Regions from separate parts of the Sparus aurata genome. Here region 1 is linked to region 2. A link is a contact called in public Hi-C data. All regions are on one chromosome and are shown on one strand. Each heading gives the region's core, a stretch centred on a gene start, on an enhancer-like site or on the middle of the called end of the contact. The rest is flanking DNA. Distances are from core to core; before and after follow the strand shown.

The links. A called contact is a pair of places that touch in the nucleus more often than the background predicts.
Region 1: a Hi-C map of skeletal muscle shows a contact between it and region 2, with 4 times the contacts expected there. The contact joins the promoter of hsd17b3 here to the promoter of rnf180a in region 2. A contact is called at or near these places in 2 of 2 Hi-C or Micro-C datasets (skeletal muscle and an unstated tissue).

What each region holds. Positions count from the first base shown.
Region 1 is chr5:27,815,111-27,817,810 of fSpaAur1.1, forward strand. It overlaps hsd17b3 (hydroxysteroid (17-beta) dehydrogenase 3), which reads left to right and starts at 1,435. Exons shown (of 11, transcript XM_030417396.1): 1 at 1,435-1,498. ipo11 (importin 11) reads right to left here and starts at 2,581. Exons shown (of 30, transcript XM_030417392.1): 1 at 2,446-2,581.
Region 2 is chr5:27,633,587-27,636,286 of fSpaAur1.1, forward strand. It overlaps rnf180a (ring finger protein 180a), which reads right to left and starts at 1,426. Exons shown (of 4, transcript XM_030415989.1): 1 at 1-1,426. htr1aa (5-hydroxytryptamine (serotonin) receptor 1A a) reads left to right here and starts at 2,162. Exons shown (of 1, transcript XM_030416028.1): 1 at 2,162-2,700. The coding sequence starts at 2,614.

The DNA.
Region 1 (2,700 bases), core at 185-2,684, 180 kb after region 2:
AAACTGCATTGTAGGGATGTCAATGTTTAATCGATGAATCGCCGTTAAGAATTTAAGCGATTAAAAATGCATGAACTGACAATCAGATGGGCACAGACACGTCAAAAAGACTCTTCCAACATGTGTCATATATTATTTATGATTAACTGATAATCGATTGTTAAGGCAGCCAACTATCAATTAAAGAAGTTGCTTAAAATGTGCATCCCTACTGCATTGCTTCACTAATGACTAGTAGCCAAGCTGCATTTCTTGGATAATAGCTGGGAGCTAAACAGCATTTCTTGAATAAAGGCTGGGAGCTGAACCTTAATGCTGGCTTAATTTTGTATGAGGAAGCAGCTGAAAGAGTATGAAGTGCAAAGTGGGAAATAGTTTATTTATATGAATGGGATCAGATCAGACTTGTGTTTTAAGACTTCACCAACCATTGGCTGCTGAGGTAATGACGTGGGAGTTAGTAACTGCACAATCTGATGGCTTTCAGATGCAATAACATGAGAAATTACAGCGCTTAATTAATCTCAGTGTGGGAACATTGTCTCCAGAAAGGCAACAAAGTCAAATACAAATTGTGTGATGCTACACGTCAGTTAAATAGTAAAAATTCAACATGCTGTATCTGAGAAGGGCTCACAGACAGGATTACGTTTCAGATAGCCTAGCTTAAGAAAGTGTGAGGCGCATCGGTCTCAGGCCATCACCCAGTTGCTTTGCTCAATGATTAAGATCGATACCCTGCAAGTAAGCATGGTATAGGACAAGTTATTTAAAAAGCTGAAGCTTTGGTACCTCAAGCACGAGAGCTGAAAGTCCAGCTAAACAGGCCAGACTAGCACCTACTGGCCAGCCAGAGTTATTTATGAACCTTGTTGGATTAGTTTATTAGTGAACTCACCTGTCACAAGCTGCTCTACTGACCACCACAGGTAAATTCTCAACTTGTGGGAAATACTGCTCTATAAAATCAGCCCAGGCACCCTCTGGATATGGCAAATTTGGGCTTTCAGTCGGAACAAGGCCTAAATCCTGCATGTATATGGGTGATGTCTAACTAAACTACCACTACTATTATCGCATCTCACACAGCTGCATGTTTCCAGGGGTCATCACATGTTGCCCTGGTGATGGTTGCTACGTTTCTAGCTTCTCAGACTACTTCTCTATAAAGAGTTATGCCAGCAATGCAGTTTAGCTCCCAGCTTTTAGTGAAGAAATACAGTTGGGCTCCACTTTTACAATAATCTGCATCCTTCAGCACACTGCCCCTTCTCCAAATGTTCATATTCCTTCCTACGATTTTTCATGAATTCTCTCTACTTCCAGCAAAAATTACATATTAACCCTTATGTTCCACATCCTCTCGTCCGGTTTAGGAATATGTTTTTTCACAATGTGACATACAAGATGTCCTCTGTAAAAACAAAAATTAACATTGCCAGATTCCAGTTCAATTAAAGCCCATGTCTCACCTGTGCACACGTCATTCCCCAACCAGGTGAGAAATGCATGCACTCTCACCATATATACTAAGAATTCATATCAAGAAACTTGCTTGTTGACATTTATAGGCAATTTGCAGCGCAATTGTGTAAATTGTGTAACAGGTAGCTTGTCAGCATGACGCTAACAGTCGAGTATTGTTGTGTCGTAGCTAACGTTAGCTGGTACACCTGTGCGAACGAACCTCTCGAGTCAACACTGAGCTCACTGAGGGGCTTATCCAGCGTTAGCCAGCTAAGTGTCGGGTGTTTTGCATATGCGATGGCCTCTGCCGCTAACTAGCTTAGTTGTCAAATGCTGGCTGAGCGAACGAGAACGGTGGCTGCGACATAACCATCCTCTGACGTTCATACATGCTAAACATTTAAAGCCTCATCTCTGCCAACAAAAACGTAATTCACGATGCGGCCAAGATTTATTTGACAGAAGCCGAGTTATCATCTGCCTGGCCCTATTACAAAATACAGTTTTGTGCACTCACGGGCCTCTCTCTGCCACAGCATAGGGACGTTGTTAAGATAAAGATTTTAACATTTTGGTTATCAGATCTGGTAAGAGACGTGATTTGAAGTGGGTCAGCTTGTTTTGAAAACGCAAAGGAGGACCAAAACATGTTCAATGGTAAAGGGTCGGAGGGGAGCAGCAGCTGTACCATTCCATAACATGTTTGATTCCCAGATGAGTTTGGTAGTTCAGGTTGCTTTAGTATCGCTCTCTGCCCCGGTCATCCGCTATGAAATTAAGACAACAGCCCATTCACTCGTGAAACGGGCGACACTGAGTCCCCCAAGCGTGCACACCCCAAACACCAAAGCTAACTTTGGGCTAGCCAGCGAGCTAAACTTATCCAGCACGGAACCAAGGGCCGACAACGTCCGTCATTCCAAATAACCTCTTCCTTCAGGCGGATGTCTCAAAACTGAAACTTCAAACCGGACTCACCTAAGAGACTGACGGTAGAAAAGCAGAGTCTGTGCTTGTAACAGTGGCTGCTGAGTGCTCCACCACTGGTAATGTAATGAGAGATGGAAACACACGCTTGTAGGAATGGCGCGAGCCACATAGCAGGCGCGCGCTGATGACGTAGGAGGCTTTGCAGAAATCATCATCGTCATGAATGAACGCAGCCAGCTACTGCTGTTGCTGCAGCTGTGCAGGTGCCTTCATCTCATCAGCATTGTTTATACTTATTTTTAA
Region 2 (2,700 bases), core at 176-2,675:
AGTATTATTATGGCTTAGGTTAGGTGAACTGTTCAAAGTCATCATTCTAACTCATTATATACATTTTTATGACTTTATATAACAAATACGTAGAACTGGAAGTGATGTAGATCAATACTTTTAATTTTGAAGTTTTGAGCATCCGGAGCATGCTTTGAGGAGCCTCTGCAACAGCATTTCATCCGGGAAAATGTTTCATGTGAGAACAGGACTGCTCCACATGACAGGGTCACATAATAAACTACAAGGTAAGACTCTCCACAGTGAAAACACTACAGAGACCTCGTCTGCACTGAAGAGCATATTTCCAGTGAGCTGAGAAAACCCGAAGACAGAAAAGCTCAGAAGAAGAGAGGAGAGAGAAAAGCAAACCCGGCTCATCTGAAGGACGTCTGAGCAGAGACGGGTTAGTAAGTGCACGTTATACAAAGCTTAAGTATTCAATTGGTTTTGAGTTTAGAGATTATTTACACATTTTAAACGCATGAAAACAAAGTGATTAAGATGTTAGTCAGTAAAGTCAATTCTCAGAGCCAGCAGCAGCGAGTGGGCGTCAGTGTGAGCTGGTGGACAGGCAGCATCTGTTCAGCTGGCAGAGACGAGATAAAAACTTTACCTCCAGAATGTTTCAATGAACTACAACCACATAACTTGTGTTGATGTCAAGGCATTTTTAAAGCGGTGATAAAAAAAAAACATCATCTTCACCTTCAAGGATCAAAAATTCATGATAGAGTTATAATTGACCTGCTGTGGTGCCCTGACAGCATTCACAGATGTCTACTTAAAAAGTGTTGGTCTGCAGGGAGATGCTTATTGGGCAGCAGAGGGATTTTTCACTGCAGTACTGCGAGTGACCAATGGGCGGGAATTTAAAGCGAGGCTGTTGAGGTCCAGGTGCCATCATACATCCATGGTGTTGCTTTTGTAGCTATAGTGGAAGGTAAAAGTGTAAAAAAAAAAGGTAATACTGACTTAAAGCAACATTATATAACTTTTTATCTTAAAATAGAAGCTTCTAACTCATTTTAATGGTACAGTGTCTTGTAATAGGGTGAATGGTGTCTCTGTCTCAGCCACTCCTCCCTCCATCACTTGTTTCTTGCACTGTATAACATCAGTGAGAGGGAAGGTTTCCACAAGTTTTCGACAACTAACATTGTCGTGCCGTAATGAGTTTTGTTCGCGGTCAGCGCCCACATGTGTTCTGACAAATTTTTAAACACCTGGGATTTGTGTTTACAACAGCGGTGTCGCACTCCGAATGTTTGGGGGATGACAAAATTGCAAAAATGTGAATTTCCACATAATGTTGTTTTAATTGGTTATGGTTATTGGCTAGAAGCAGGAATACATTCTCTTTGAATGGGTTAGTTTGTTAAATTTTTGTTTTTCTCTCCATTTCAATTCAACTCCAGGTTAAATTTTCATCCAGAATAACTGAAACCCTGCAGCACACCCCTCCCACCCTCCCTCCCTCGGTTCTGCATGAAGGGAGCATTTTGTTCTCCCTCACCAGCTGTTTTCACTCCACCTGCTGACATTATTAGTTGGCAAACGCAACTATTGTCCTCCCCTCCCCTCCTTCTCCCCCCTGTCTCGCACACACACAGAGATTGATTCTCATCTCTTCGACCACCACCTCCCTCGGCAGCTCATCGCCTCCCTCCCAGGATCCTTAATTCGCCTTCTGCTCCAAGTCCCGAGAGAGGTGTCCGCCATGTGTTGCAGTACCCGCCGTGGGCAGCAGATGGCAGCAGCTCTCCTCTCTGGACCGTCGTGGCGCTGTCCCTGGTCCTCAAACCACCTCTCGCTCTTAACAGCGAGGGCTTGTTACCTCGCTCTCCATCATGGCTGGAAACGTACGATTTCTGTTTGAACTCATTTAAAAAAAGAAAAAATAATAATTCTTTGAGGTCTTAGTAACAAAGAAGCACATGTTTCGGGTGAAATTTAAACCAAAAGTTAATTACAAGTAATGAAAAATTACGATATTGTATCGGTCTTCTTCGCGATCCCGCAATATTTGTAAGAGACAGAACTTTATAAGTGCTCGTCCTGACTGACGCCTGCCCTTTTTAAGATGTAAACTAACAACAAAACAAAACAAAATAAAATCCACAAAACGTCAGATGTAAAAATTAACGAGAGAGAGGTGGGCAGGAGAGCTCTGCACCCTCGTCGCCTGTCTGCAGTGAAGGACGGAGCAGCGAGGAGAGCAGAGGCACAAAACTCCAGGGCGACCTCCACACGGTCTGACGTACCCGAAACTGCTCGTATAAATGAATTCACGGCGTCACCGAGCTCAGATGAATTCGCAGTGCCAGTGAGCGCACCCAGGCTGTCAACACTCACGGGCAACAACACGCACAAACCCCCCTCCATCTCTCTCTCTCTCTCTCACACACACACACACACACAAACTCACAAACACGTCTGCGTCATGCGTCCTGAGAGCGACGGCACGAACGCGGCAACTCCGATGGACCCCGGTAAAACGCACAGCGGCAGCAGTCTGCGGGGCTGACTGTGTCCTGCTTATCTGTCCAGCTGCGTGTCCCCCCTCCCAGAACCACTGCTCTGGGAAAGTTGCGCTCCGAGTGCGCTCGCATCATGGATTTTGTAACAGCGAGCAGCAACGACAGCAACGCGACCGGCGGTTACCCCGACGAGGTGGACGTGGTCGCCGACTGGGACGCG